Regions from separate parts of the Oncorhynchus mykiss genome. Here regions 2 and 3 are each linked to region 1. The links are chromatin contacts, called in public Hi-C maps. All regions are on one chromosome and are shown on one strand. Each heading gives the region's core, a stretch centred on a gene start, on an enhancer-like site or on the middle of the called end of the contact. The rest is flanking DNA. Distances are from core to core; before and after follow the strand shown.

Region 1 (3,855 bases), core at 776-3,275:
GTTGTAATCCAAGGAGCCACATATCAGATACACACGTGGAGTAATTGTCTGGACTAGTCGGAAGTAAGAGAAATATGTAGCTCTAATCAATGCATGAAGAATCATCTTTACTTCTCAGTAGAATCTATGTTTCTCATAATGACCATGAAGAAGTCAAGGAATGCCCTCAAGTGAGGTCTCATGAGAGAGTGAAACTGTCCAATATGACAACCCCTCTCGTTCCACATGTTCTGCACTACTACTATAATGAATTGATGGTGGAATTTATTAAAGTACTGTAATTGTCGTGACACCAGACTTATACATCTTCCAAACAGGCTCTGTGACGGCAAGGGCCAAAGTTCTATGTATTGCTAGATGCAAAGTATTTTGCAGTTAAAGGGACACATTAATTTGCTTTTGCATACTTGGATCCAAAAAACATTCCTTTATCAGAGCCCAACTGAAAAACCATTGAAAGCCCTTGATCGAAATCTGAAGAGTTGTCGGCACAGAACAGGAATATGGGATTTCAGCCAATACAAGTGTACTGAAAGAGAAATTCAACTTGGGGACTTAACTCAGAAGCGAAGCCGCTTTTCTATCGAATACAGAATGCAACATTGATTCTGATTCTGATCAATGTTAACACAGTTTCTCAGCAACAACTGACCTAAACTTGTTTTCCATTTATTGGGGTGTGCACTCCAGTAAACAAGCTGTTTTAAGAGCCCCTTCGTTGCTATCGGTATGGCCACTATACAGTAGCAGGTGCATGGGTGCATTAAGTCAACGTAGGGCTACGGATAGAAAAATCTGAACTGTACCCAATGAGCTAAGGAGGAGAAAGAGTTTTATTTTCTTGTAAGGTGCACTGGAATGCATTGCTATTATATGTTGTATTTTGTATAATTTAGATAAACTATATTTAATGATGTTATCTATCCATTCTGTGAATTGTAATAAAGACGGAATTTCAATTGACATGGGTTTGTTTTTGTTTCAAGTTATTTGCTCTGGTCAATTCAATAAAAATCTGAGTAATCTCGTGTGAATTAGTCTGCTTTTGTGAAAGGTAGGCTACGCTACTTTTCTGGTACCAAATCACATGTACATGGGTCACATTCCTTGAATATTTCATTAATGGACCATGTGACTGCAAAGTCCCATTGATATTTTGACACCATAGGCTTTGGTGCTCGGTAGAATGCAAGTGAGTAGGCCTATGTGTAGCTATGACATTTGGGCTAGATAGAATTGGAGTGCCCGTTTTCTGCAATTCAACTTTGAAAGCCAATGTCTACATTTACTGTAAACGTTGCATGAACTATGTCGGCTCAATCGGAAAGTACTTTTAGAAATGTCCATTGAGCTATAGTTCCTTCCGCAGGTCGGATTGAATGCATCTCTAGGCCATAAGGTTTTGTGATAATATTGTAGGGTAGGCTATTTGATATTTTCATTTAGCAGCATACAGTCAGGGCACTTCAGAAAATAGGGTGTATAGAACACAGCATTCATTTTCAAACATGATCATCCATACAACATAAAGCGCTTTGAGCACATGTAAAAGCACTACATAAATCAAGTCCATTATTATGGGGTTCAAACACCCCCAAATTTGACCAGGATGGGGGCATGCAAATTAGCATTTGTTGTTGTTTATGATCAGAAAAAAAGAACTATATCCAAATGAATGCATCTATCAACAGGGATGTAATTATATTGTACATTATTGAATGAACCTACACCATATTCAATAAACCTCACATTCAGAATGATCACATCGGCGCTTTAGTTGATAAATTAATATGTGAAGAGTTTTACTATTTTATTCGAACTTCACAAAGTACATAAATCATTAATTGATCATAAACTACAACAATCATCAATCATTTTCGCTGCTGCAAATTTATATTTGAGCCTTGTCTGACTATAACCAATCGGCATGCATTTCCTCTTAGAGCTGGACAAATCATCGCCGTCCACGAGGTTGAGATTGGGGGCGGAGACCATTCATTGTGATGAGCGTGTAGTACAAGCAATCAAATTCCTATAATTCCCGGAAAATATCAACATTTTCATGTTGGCAACCAATCAGCAAGTGGAGAAGGTGGAGCTACTAATCCAGTATGCGTGCCCCAAAGCCACACGTGATCCGGCTGTAGTTCCAAGTGGTCACATCGGAATCAGGAGGTAAGTAATGACGAACAAATATCACTTCTTACAAACATAAGTCGCTAAATTATAATGTCAGTCAAAATTGATATAGGATGTTCAGCTGTTTACATACAGGCCAGTATCGTTTAATTGCAATACTGAATAAGATCAAGAACCCATGCGTGGTCTTAGCATAGACTGGCTAGCTGACGTCCAGCTAGCAAGCTAATTTAGCCTAGTTAGCAATTAAGATAACACATTAATGTAATTGTTCCGTTTATTGTCATGTAACATCGTCAGTTGCACACTTTGCTCGTGTGTTCATTTTGCAGACATTTTGTGTAAGACAAGTTGGACAGGCTAACGTTACCTAACTTGGCTACATGGGAGGCATCGAACGTGGATAGCAAGCGATACCAGCCTCGAGTTAAAGCAAGGAAAATGGACAAATATTGCCTCTTTGTTACAATAACGTTCCGACATTTTCACAAACTATATTGTAGTTGACTAACACTAGAAATCAGTAAAAAAAAAAAGTGGTGATGATGCAGCAGTGTGTGTCATGGTGCGAAACCAATATATGGCTATTTAATTAAATATCGTACACAAGTAAATGAATGGACTCATGATAAGCATTCTGCCCTAACTATGTAGCTATGTCATTTTTCGTGTGGTCATTGTAATCGCGTTTCCTGTGTTGGATATAGTGGGTAACATTAGCATACTCCCTTCAAAAGGGGGTTATCAAGATGAGTACTATAGCTAGCTACAGATAATATTATATGAAATCATTTTCCTTAGGAGCTACATGAAGCCTGCTTATAGGAATTGCTCCGTGTTTTATAGGAAAACCTTGTTACCCCTGTTCTACCATGGAAACGGGTATTACTGGCAAAGCACTTAGAAGTCTGACCAGTTTTACAAACCCACTTCCGCCACTGAATGAAACCAGAAAGTGCAACGGCTAGATAGAGGTCATACAGCGCCCTCTTGGAAATGTGGCTTTTACAGTTTGCTTATCTAACGGAATTGGTTAGCTTTGGGACACATCAGAAGTCTTTGTATTGGTTGGACTCCCTGAGTTGTGCATAGATCTGGTGGCTGGCGACCAAAAATAACCATATCACAACATGGCCAGCTTCACCCCCCCCCCCCCCCCCCCCCCCCCCCAATTTATTTTCTGCCACCAAGGCACATGTATAATTTCTAGGAACTGGATTTACAAGATGTAAAGTGAAATGTTAACCTCGCTATGAAATAAATGTCTGAATCCAACTTTTGTCTGAACTGCACCATATTCCTGCTGTGTGTGTGTAGTGCTTGGTCTAATTGCAGGAATATGGTGCAGTTCGGAGAACAATTGGATTCGGGCGCTTATTTGATAGCGAGGAACACTTCACTTTATATCTGGTAAATCGAGTTCCTAGAGATTTTACGTATGCCTTTATTGACAGGAAAAGTTTTTGGGGGGTGAAGCCGGCTATATTGTGATAGGGTTATTTTCCGTCGCCACCCACCAGAAGGATGCAGAACTCAGGGTGTCCAACCAATACAGACTCCCGATGTTTCCCAAAGCTAGAATTGGTGTGTCTTATTGAATGGTTAGCTATTGTGAGAAATGTAGTTGGTATTCTATATAAATAATTTATTTGAATGGGCATAGGAAGTTGGACATTTGTTGTTTAACCTTGTTAAATAATAACTTCTCAGTTCTCT
Region 2 (3,855 bases), core at 897-3,396, 230 kb before region 1:
TAGGTGAAAGTGTGTTGAGACCGGTGGGATAATGTTATGTATACTGAATTAACATTTATCCCATGCAGTCATCAAAATTCTTATATATCCCAGCCCAGTTGTTAACACATTTAAAACTCTGTCACTGGCAGTCCCCAATATTGCCACTAGAATGCCCCATCACATTCTAGTGTGATTATTTTACATATCAAAAACCCTTATACAACACTGATATGAATACTGAGAGCAAAGACAAAAAACAACAACCATCAACGTATTTCAACATTGTTACTTTAGTGTAACATGTATTGAGATATTAATATTGTTACTTTAACATTTGAACTTGTACTTTAGTGCAATAGTCATTTTAACATTGTCATTGTGACATTTTAGTGCAACACTCACTAACAACTGTATAGCAGTTGTGTGATTAATTTCCACTGAACATAAAGATAACATTTAGGATAGAGGTAGCCTGTAGAATATGCATTCAAGTAGAGGCCTATGCTAAACAAAATAATATATATATATATATATATATATATATATATATATATATATATATATATATATATATATATATATACACACACACACACACATAAAAAGCGCCACATTGAGTGCATATTGTGATAGATATATATATATATATATATATATATATCACAGAGGTAGGCTTCAGAACCATGTGCATGATTAGTTTGTGCATCACTATTTTGAACTACGATCAGTCAGACCTGTCATACAGTATGTCGAATTGACCTTTTCCAAAAAACAATTCAGTCATATTGTCTTTTTCGTCTACTTTTATTTTCTTCCAAGAGTCTGTTGTAATTGCTTCTCCTCACCCTTTATCCACTTTTCTATTTTTCTTTTTCGGCCCTCTTTCATTCACTCTTATCTCGTTTTCTACTGTCCATGGTATATCTTGAAGCACTCAATGTACAGTGGCACTTTGCATTTCTCACATGCATAGGTAGTGCGTTTGTCACAATGACGACATCTCTGGAACCGGTGCATCATGTTGATTGGCCAGTAAGAAGCTGTGTCATATCTTGCCTGATCTTCAACAGTAACAGCCAGTAAAGATCTCCTTCCGTGGCTCAGTGGTTTCGTGCCAAACTTTTGCACATTTGGGCTGTATACTATGTGGTTTGGAATCACATCGGTGGCAGGCATCTTTGATCGTTTGAACACTCAATCTTTATTTTTGACCACTTGCAGCTTTTCCCTTGGCTCTTCTGGCTGACCCCTCGGTCAGGTAGAGGCCCTTGGCTCTTCATTATCAACAATGGGGGGTGGATAGGTCATCATCACTGATAATGTTGTTCCTGTCATGATCTGTTTGCATAGGATCAGCAACAGCCTGGCTGGCAAATGGCCTGTCCATAGTCCATATCTGACCCATCACAATCACGGAGGACAGCATCTTTCTCATTATGAGGGATAACTGCAATGTTTGCATGCCTTGTCTGGGCAGTCACCTAGATCCAACATATCCAGAACTTGCCTCAAAGTGAAACTAAAAGAAAGAACAGAGTAGAAAGTTAGGTAGAACAAGAACTATTATGTGTATACCTAGATGCACTGTTATCTCACCGGTCACTATTGTTGCCGTCAACATGTTTACACATTCTATGACCACACTGAACAAAGTTGAATAATTGCAAATCCATATATCAATACTAGACACTTTAAAGATGATGTGTACCAAAAATCCTTGTCCCATCTTTATGTTAACATACTTTACTAACCTTTTGTTTGGAAGCTTTGGTGCAGCCATCGTCTTCTCATGGTGCAACCAGGAAGTAAACAGCTCTGGTCATGTGACAAATTACATTAACATGTGACACTGCACATATTTCATTGAGACCCTTTATTATTTCAATACTTGCTGTGAATGCATTGATGCATAAACATTTTAGAGCCTTATAACTGAAAACGTTTTTTACGGTCACGATTGGATTAAATAGGTTAAATGAATACAGTGCGTCAAGCAGCGATGTACACTATGATATGAACGTTAAGTGGACGTGTTTACGTAAAAGTAGAAAGCGACCAGTTTCGAGGGTTAGTTATCCCAGCCTATTTCTACCTTAATCACACCACTGCTAGCCCTAAAGTTTTTTTCCACGAATTTTTACGATATACTCTTTGGACTTTGTGGCTGTGGTAACCGTTTTCGAGTAGACAACAGCAGAGCAACCAGCTGCACAGACGGACATGAACTCAAAACAGCAGGCAACACGTCTGCAAAACATGCTTGTGTGAAGTCGCTTACCGTACGCTTTGCACCATAATATCCAACAATAAGTGTGTAATTTGGAAAAAGCTTTTTCAAAATGTGGATAACTCCAGAGGAGGTGTTGCTTGCCAACGCTCTGTGGGTGAGCGAAAGGGCGAACCCCTTCTTCATTCTCCAGAGGAGAAAGGGCCATGGCAAAGGAGGGGGCATCACTGGTAACTAACTATACAATAACATTATTTGGTTTACAATTGCTCTCATGTTTATGAAAAATGTAATTTGCGTTGGCTAATGTAATGAGGGATTTAGCTAACGTTATCTAGAAAGCTTGGTGTTTTAGCAAGGTAACGTTAGCTAGCGCGCAGGCTCGCTGTTGATGTTGACGTGTAAAGTGGAGCTGGATCCCAAGCTAGCGCGTTGTTTTTTCTTCGTCTGCAGCTACTACTAACTAACATCGTTGATAGGTTTTATTTGCTGGAAGTATGTGCATTTTCTCACATGCACTACTAAACAGTACATATAGCTAGTAAACTATGTCAGCCTAACCAACCCAATACTGTTTGATTGCGGACCGCAATTCGGGGCGTTCTTGCATTTAGATATTTCTGCATTTTAGGAACGTCCCCTCCAGCATACAATTAGGTCCATCATAAACGACCCCATCTCCCGATCATCCCATTGGTTCCTGCATGAACGAAAACCTTCGCTCGCTGTCATCAACCGAATTGCCGTAAAACAGTGCACCGCAGGGGGGCGAAGGCCACTGTCTGTCTACCTGCGTCGTTCCCTCTAGTTCCTCTGGTACAGAGCAGGCCATGTGAGCACAAGGTGTCGCTCCCGCCTATTGTGTATCGGAGACCCCAAGGACAAGCTAGCTAACGTTAGTCCTCCACTCCCACCTGCTAAAGGACACTGTCTACTGTTGTCGCCCTCGACTATTCTTCTTCTGTGGGTTTTATCGCCAGTTGGCATCCAACGTTATGGTACCTACTGTACCGGCCGTTATGGCAGTCAAGCAATGCAATCCGCAAAGAGTTGTTTACAATCTAGTCCTGTAGTGGCCACAGCCAGAGGTCGTTTCAAATGTATCAATAAATGATCTTATTTGAATGCCTAGCAATCAACAGATGTACATTGTTTAAAGCAGTGGTTCTCAACTGGTTTTGCTTGGGGACCCACATTTGACAATGACAATTGAGTTGCGACGCAATATTATGGACTGTTGATAATCCCATTTTGGAATGTTGTATTGCTGCTGCCTTAATTGGGCAGGCTTCACTTGCAAAATCACGGTCTACTCTTATAGTATTAAAGTCATTACACAGCCATATTAACTGAGAGAACATTTATTATGATTTCAAGAATAAGCCATTTTAATTAGGAGACCAGTTCAGGAGTGGGGTGTAATACATTATCAGACTCGGAACATGACATCAAAACCAGTTCAATAATGTTAATGAACAGTAACACAAACGTTTTTAAAATAAATAAAAAAAACAGCAATCATTAGGAATTCTTAATCATCAATTACCTTGTGAATAGTTTCACAACCTTAACGTTTTTTTTAAAGGTGTATGTTTTTAACCAGTTTAATAAAATGTAATATGAATGTCAGTATTAATGAACAATTA
Region 3 (3,855 bases), core at 565-3,064, 170 kb before region 1:
CACAATAACACCACTTAATTGACCTGTGCAGCTCTAGCAGGGCAGATATTTGATATACTGACTTGTTGGAAAGGTGGCATCCTATGACAGTGCCACATTGAGTCACTGAGCTATTCAGTATGGTCATTCTCCTGCCATTGTTTGTCTGTTGAGATTGCATGACTGTGCTCAATTTTATACACCTGTCAGCAATGGGTCTAGCGGGTGTACTTATGAACTAAAATGTGTCAGTAACAATGAGAATGCTAAGTTATTCCAGTAATGTTAACTTCATACATTACACATTAGTAACAATTCTATTCATTTGATCACAAGACTCACCCTTGATGAAGAGGCGGAAGGTGTAGTCCTTGATGCAGGTGAGGCCCATGATGAGCTCATCATCAGTGGAGAAGGCGATCATGTCACCGTCTTCATCTGGGTAGAAAATAAAGAGGTCACATCTCACCCAGATAATTACATAATAGCTGCCAGAGTTCACAAGTAAGGACAACTGTCCACAGTTTATCCTCACTAGCTTTTTTATTTGAAGAACAATGGTTAGTTTAGGGAATATTGTTCATACAAAAGGTGTTGTGCTAAGACCAACAGGATTGTCATATTCCAAGTTAGTTTTTTGGAAAATGCCCCATTTTTTTTTTTTTTATCAATGCAGTCTTATCAATTAATATTGAATAGTATAATTCACTACCTGGTGTGACTGTTGGAATTTAATTGACCCCAACCCTGATGCCCAATATGGAAAACGTAAATGTTGTGGTCCCAGTCAATATTATTACTGTATGAAATAAGGTCACCTCTGATTCCCTTGGGTTGAGGAGGCTTATTGGGAGTAGAGCGCTAATAGAGTTGGTATTAACCTGTGTTGCTAAATTGGTATTAACTGTGTTGCTAAGTTACGGCAAGAGACTTCATTTAGCAATCCTAAAAGCCTAAACATTGGCATATAAAAAAAAAGTGCCCCCTTCACTGTATCCCATGTTAAAATTAATGGATGTTTTGTCCACTGAACTGCCAGGTGTTTAGGCAGGGCTAGTTTAGAGAAATGTAGTATAACAACCTTCACCTGTTGAAGGATGAAGACTATAATTGGTAACCGATTTAAATTTACCACATCGCATGTATGACAAATGAAACAGGGCCTGCTCACTCAATTTCTCTGACATTCACCATGAAATGCTATGTTAAATGTAGGCCTGTAAAAACGCTCTGTGTACCAACTCTATCCGATGTATATAGTGCAATATGGTGCATAAAGACAAATTGTCTTGTTGAGCTCTATTTTGGTCGGGAGATTATTGAATGTATTGCAATTTTGACACGCTGGTCTATGCTTCGACATTTATCAGTAGTCTAGTTTGTTCAGTGCGCACTGCGCTGCGCGCGGCGGATAATATTATGGAAGATTACAGCCCAACAGCAATATTCAGATATGACAACATAATAAACGCAATCGAAGACACTACAGTGGATTCCTATAAATGGTTCACTAGTATAGGCTTACCTTTGTAAAACATTTGATAGGTGACATTTCGCAGGGTTGAGAAAACATCCTCAACCTTTTTTTTCAGATACTCAAAACTCGTTGAAACATCTTGGTCCACAGCAATGCGACGAATTTCTTTCGGCGCATCCTCCTTCCCAAGGAGATAGGCTTTGACGGTCATGGACATGGTTGATTCTTTTCACAATTTCAGCCCTATACTCGCTCCGAAATATTTGTTGCGCAGTTAAAATGTTGAAGGCCCGTTCCACTGCAAACTCGATCGCTGTCAGTGCGTCGTGCTTTTCTGGGTACAGTTCCGTTTATAAACCTTATATGGCGTCACGTGTAATATTTATGCAGCTGTCTAGCCAATCACGAGGGCTTGGAGCGGCTTCATGGGGAAGTCCACCGTTTCTAAATGGCGAAGGTACGTGGTATTTTTGCTCAATGGGACGTCCATACCCTCCATTAAAGTAGAAATGTAAGGGTTACTGTACGGGTAGGGATTAAATGGGTAATCAGACGTTGCTCCATCCACTTTTTGACTTTTAAATGAATTATATGTACACATTGATTTTGAAAGATATAACTTATAAATAAATGCCGTAGTTCAACCGTCCCCATCAAAACCCCAAATTAACTGGTTTTATACAAAGTAAACGTAAACAAAAACTACATCGTTTTAACCATGTTTTGAGGCTATGATTTTGATATCATGGATGGTCAGTCCTTGCATCCAAAGCTATGTCTATGAATTTGTAAGTGGTTAAATTTCTCAAGCCCTATCCATAAGCTTTTTAGCGAAACAGGGGAAGGGAAAATGCTTTGTTACTGTTTCTACTGCTGATTCTCGATTTAAGGTTAGGGTTGGGTTTAGGGTAGGGATGTCACAAGGATACCGGATAGCACTAACTAAATGACAACGCTCTGCTCCTTCTGTTGTTGTGCGCAAAAGGCTTCCAAGCTAATTGAAACAAATGGGTGGGACGCTAAAGGTTGAATGAAGTTAAGAGGCCGAGGTATGACAAGGCACTTTCCGTACCGGAATTCCCCGCGTGAGATCAGTGTTGATCGACACTAGCTCGAACTGTTTCAGTCACTTCAAACATTGACCTTGACTTGCCTAGTTAAATCAAATAAAAAATACACATTGACCTCGATGACTGTGATATTTGAAGAGGGGCTTGTATTGAAGCCTGATTTTCTCGATAAAAAAATCCCCATAGCCTCGATCTATTCTATTACTATTTTATTATTAGTCTTAATAGCACTAGGCCTATAGTAGTGAGAGGGACAGATTCCATTAGTTCACGAGTTACCTACTTCTGTATAGCAGAATTCTAAGTTATAGGGGTATAGGCTAATACAAAGTCCATAATACAACTACATCACCATGCACCTTGTTTTAGTGCCTATAGACATATACGAAAGACTGTCCTAGCCTTGTTGGTCTACTTTGACTAAGCATTCTTGCAGTCATCATGAGTGAAACATGTTGGTTCCATGGCCTTAAACAAGACATGAGATACAATATGTTTCATAATAGGTCACTTTATTTATTATTTTTCAATATACAGTACCAGTCAAAAGTTTGGACACACCTACTCATGAAAGGGTTTTTCTTTATGTTTTACTATTATTCTACATTGTAGAATAATAGTGAAGACATCAAAACTATGAAATAACACATATGGAATCATGTAGTAACCAAAAAAAGTGTTAAGCGAATCAAAATATATTTTATATTTGAGATTCTTCAAAGTAGCCACCCTTTGCCTTGATGACAGCTTTGCACACTCTTGGCATTCTCTCAACCAGCTTCATGAGGTAGTCACCTGGAATGCATTTCAATAAACAGGTGTGCCTTGTTAAAAGTTAATTTGTGGATTTTCTTTCCTTCTTAATGCGTTTGGGCCCATCAGTTGTGTTGTGACAGAGTAGGGGTGGTATATAAAGGATAGCCCTATTTGGTAAAATACCAAGTCCACATTATTGCAAGAACAGCTCAAATAAGCAAAGACAAACAACAGTCCATCATTACTTTAAAACATGAAGGTCAGTCAATCCGGAAAATTTCAACAACTTTGAAAGCTTCTTCAAGTTCGGTCGCAAAAACCATCAAGCGGTATGATGAAACTGGCTCTCACGAGTTCTGCAACAGGAAAGTAAGAGCCAGAGTTACCGCTGCTGCAGAGGTTAAGTTCATTAGAGTTACCAGCCTCAGAAATTGCAGCCCAAATAAATGCTTCACAGAGTTCAAGTAACAGACACATCTCAACATCAACTATTCAGAGTAGACGGAGTGAATCAGGCCTTCATGGTTCAATTGCTGCAACAACAAAAAACACTAATAAAGGACACCAATAAGA

Evidence for each region. Hi-C and Micro-C count contacts between places; a contact is called where the count stands out from the background.
Region 2: a Hi-C map of liver shows a contact between it and region 1, with 3 times the contacts expected there. The contact joins the promoter of LOC110488912 here to the promoter of LOC110488909 in region 1. A contact is called at or near these places in 2 of 3 Hi-C or Micro-C datasets (blood and liver).
Region 3: a Hi-C map of liver shows a contact between it and region 1, with 5 times the contacts expected there. The contact joins the promoter of LOC110488911 here to the promoter of LOC110488909 in region 1. A contact is called at or near these places in 2 of 3 Hi-C or Micro-C datasets (blood and liver).

The regions. Positions count from the first base shown.
Region 1 is chr14:15,886,516-15,890,370 of USDA_OmykA_1.1, reverse strand. It overlaps LOC110488909 (calnexin), which reads left to right and starts at 2,025. Exons shown (of 14, transcript XM_036943036.1): 1 at 2,025-2,175. It overlaps LOC110488910 (alpha-1,3-mannosyl-glycoprotein 4-beta-N-acetylglucosaminyltransferase B), which reads left to right. Exons shown (of 15, transcript XM_036943038.1): 15 at 1-963.
Region 2 is chr14:16,112,472-16,116,326 of USDA_OmykA_1.1, reverse strand. LOC110488912 (TBC1 domain family member 9B) reads left to right here and starts at 2,146. Exons shown (of 21, transcript XM_036943043.1): 1 at 2,146-2,439. The coding sequence starts at 2,416.
Region 3 is chr14:16,051,815-16,055,669 of USDA_OmykA_1.1, reverse strand. LOC110488911 (sequestosome-1) reads right to left here and starts at 1,814. Exons shown (of 7, transcript XM_021561371.2): 1 at 1,505-1,814; 2 at 322-417. The coding sequence starts at 1,673. All of the region lies in intron 1 of LOC110488910 (alpha-1,3-mannosyl-glycoprotein 4-beta-N-acetylglucosaminyltransferase B), which reads left to right.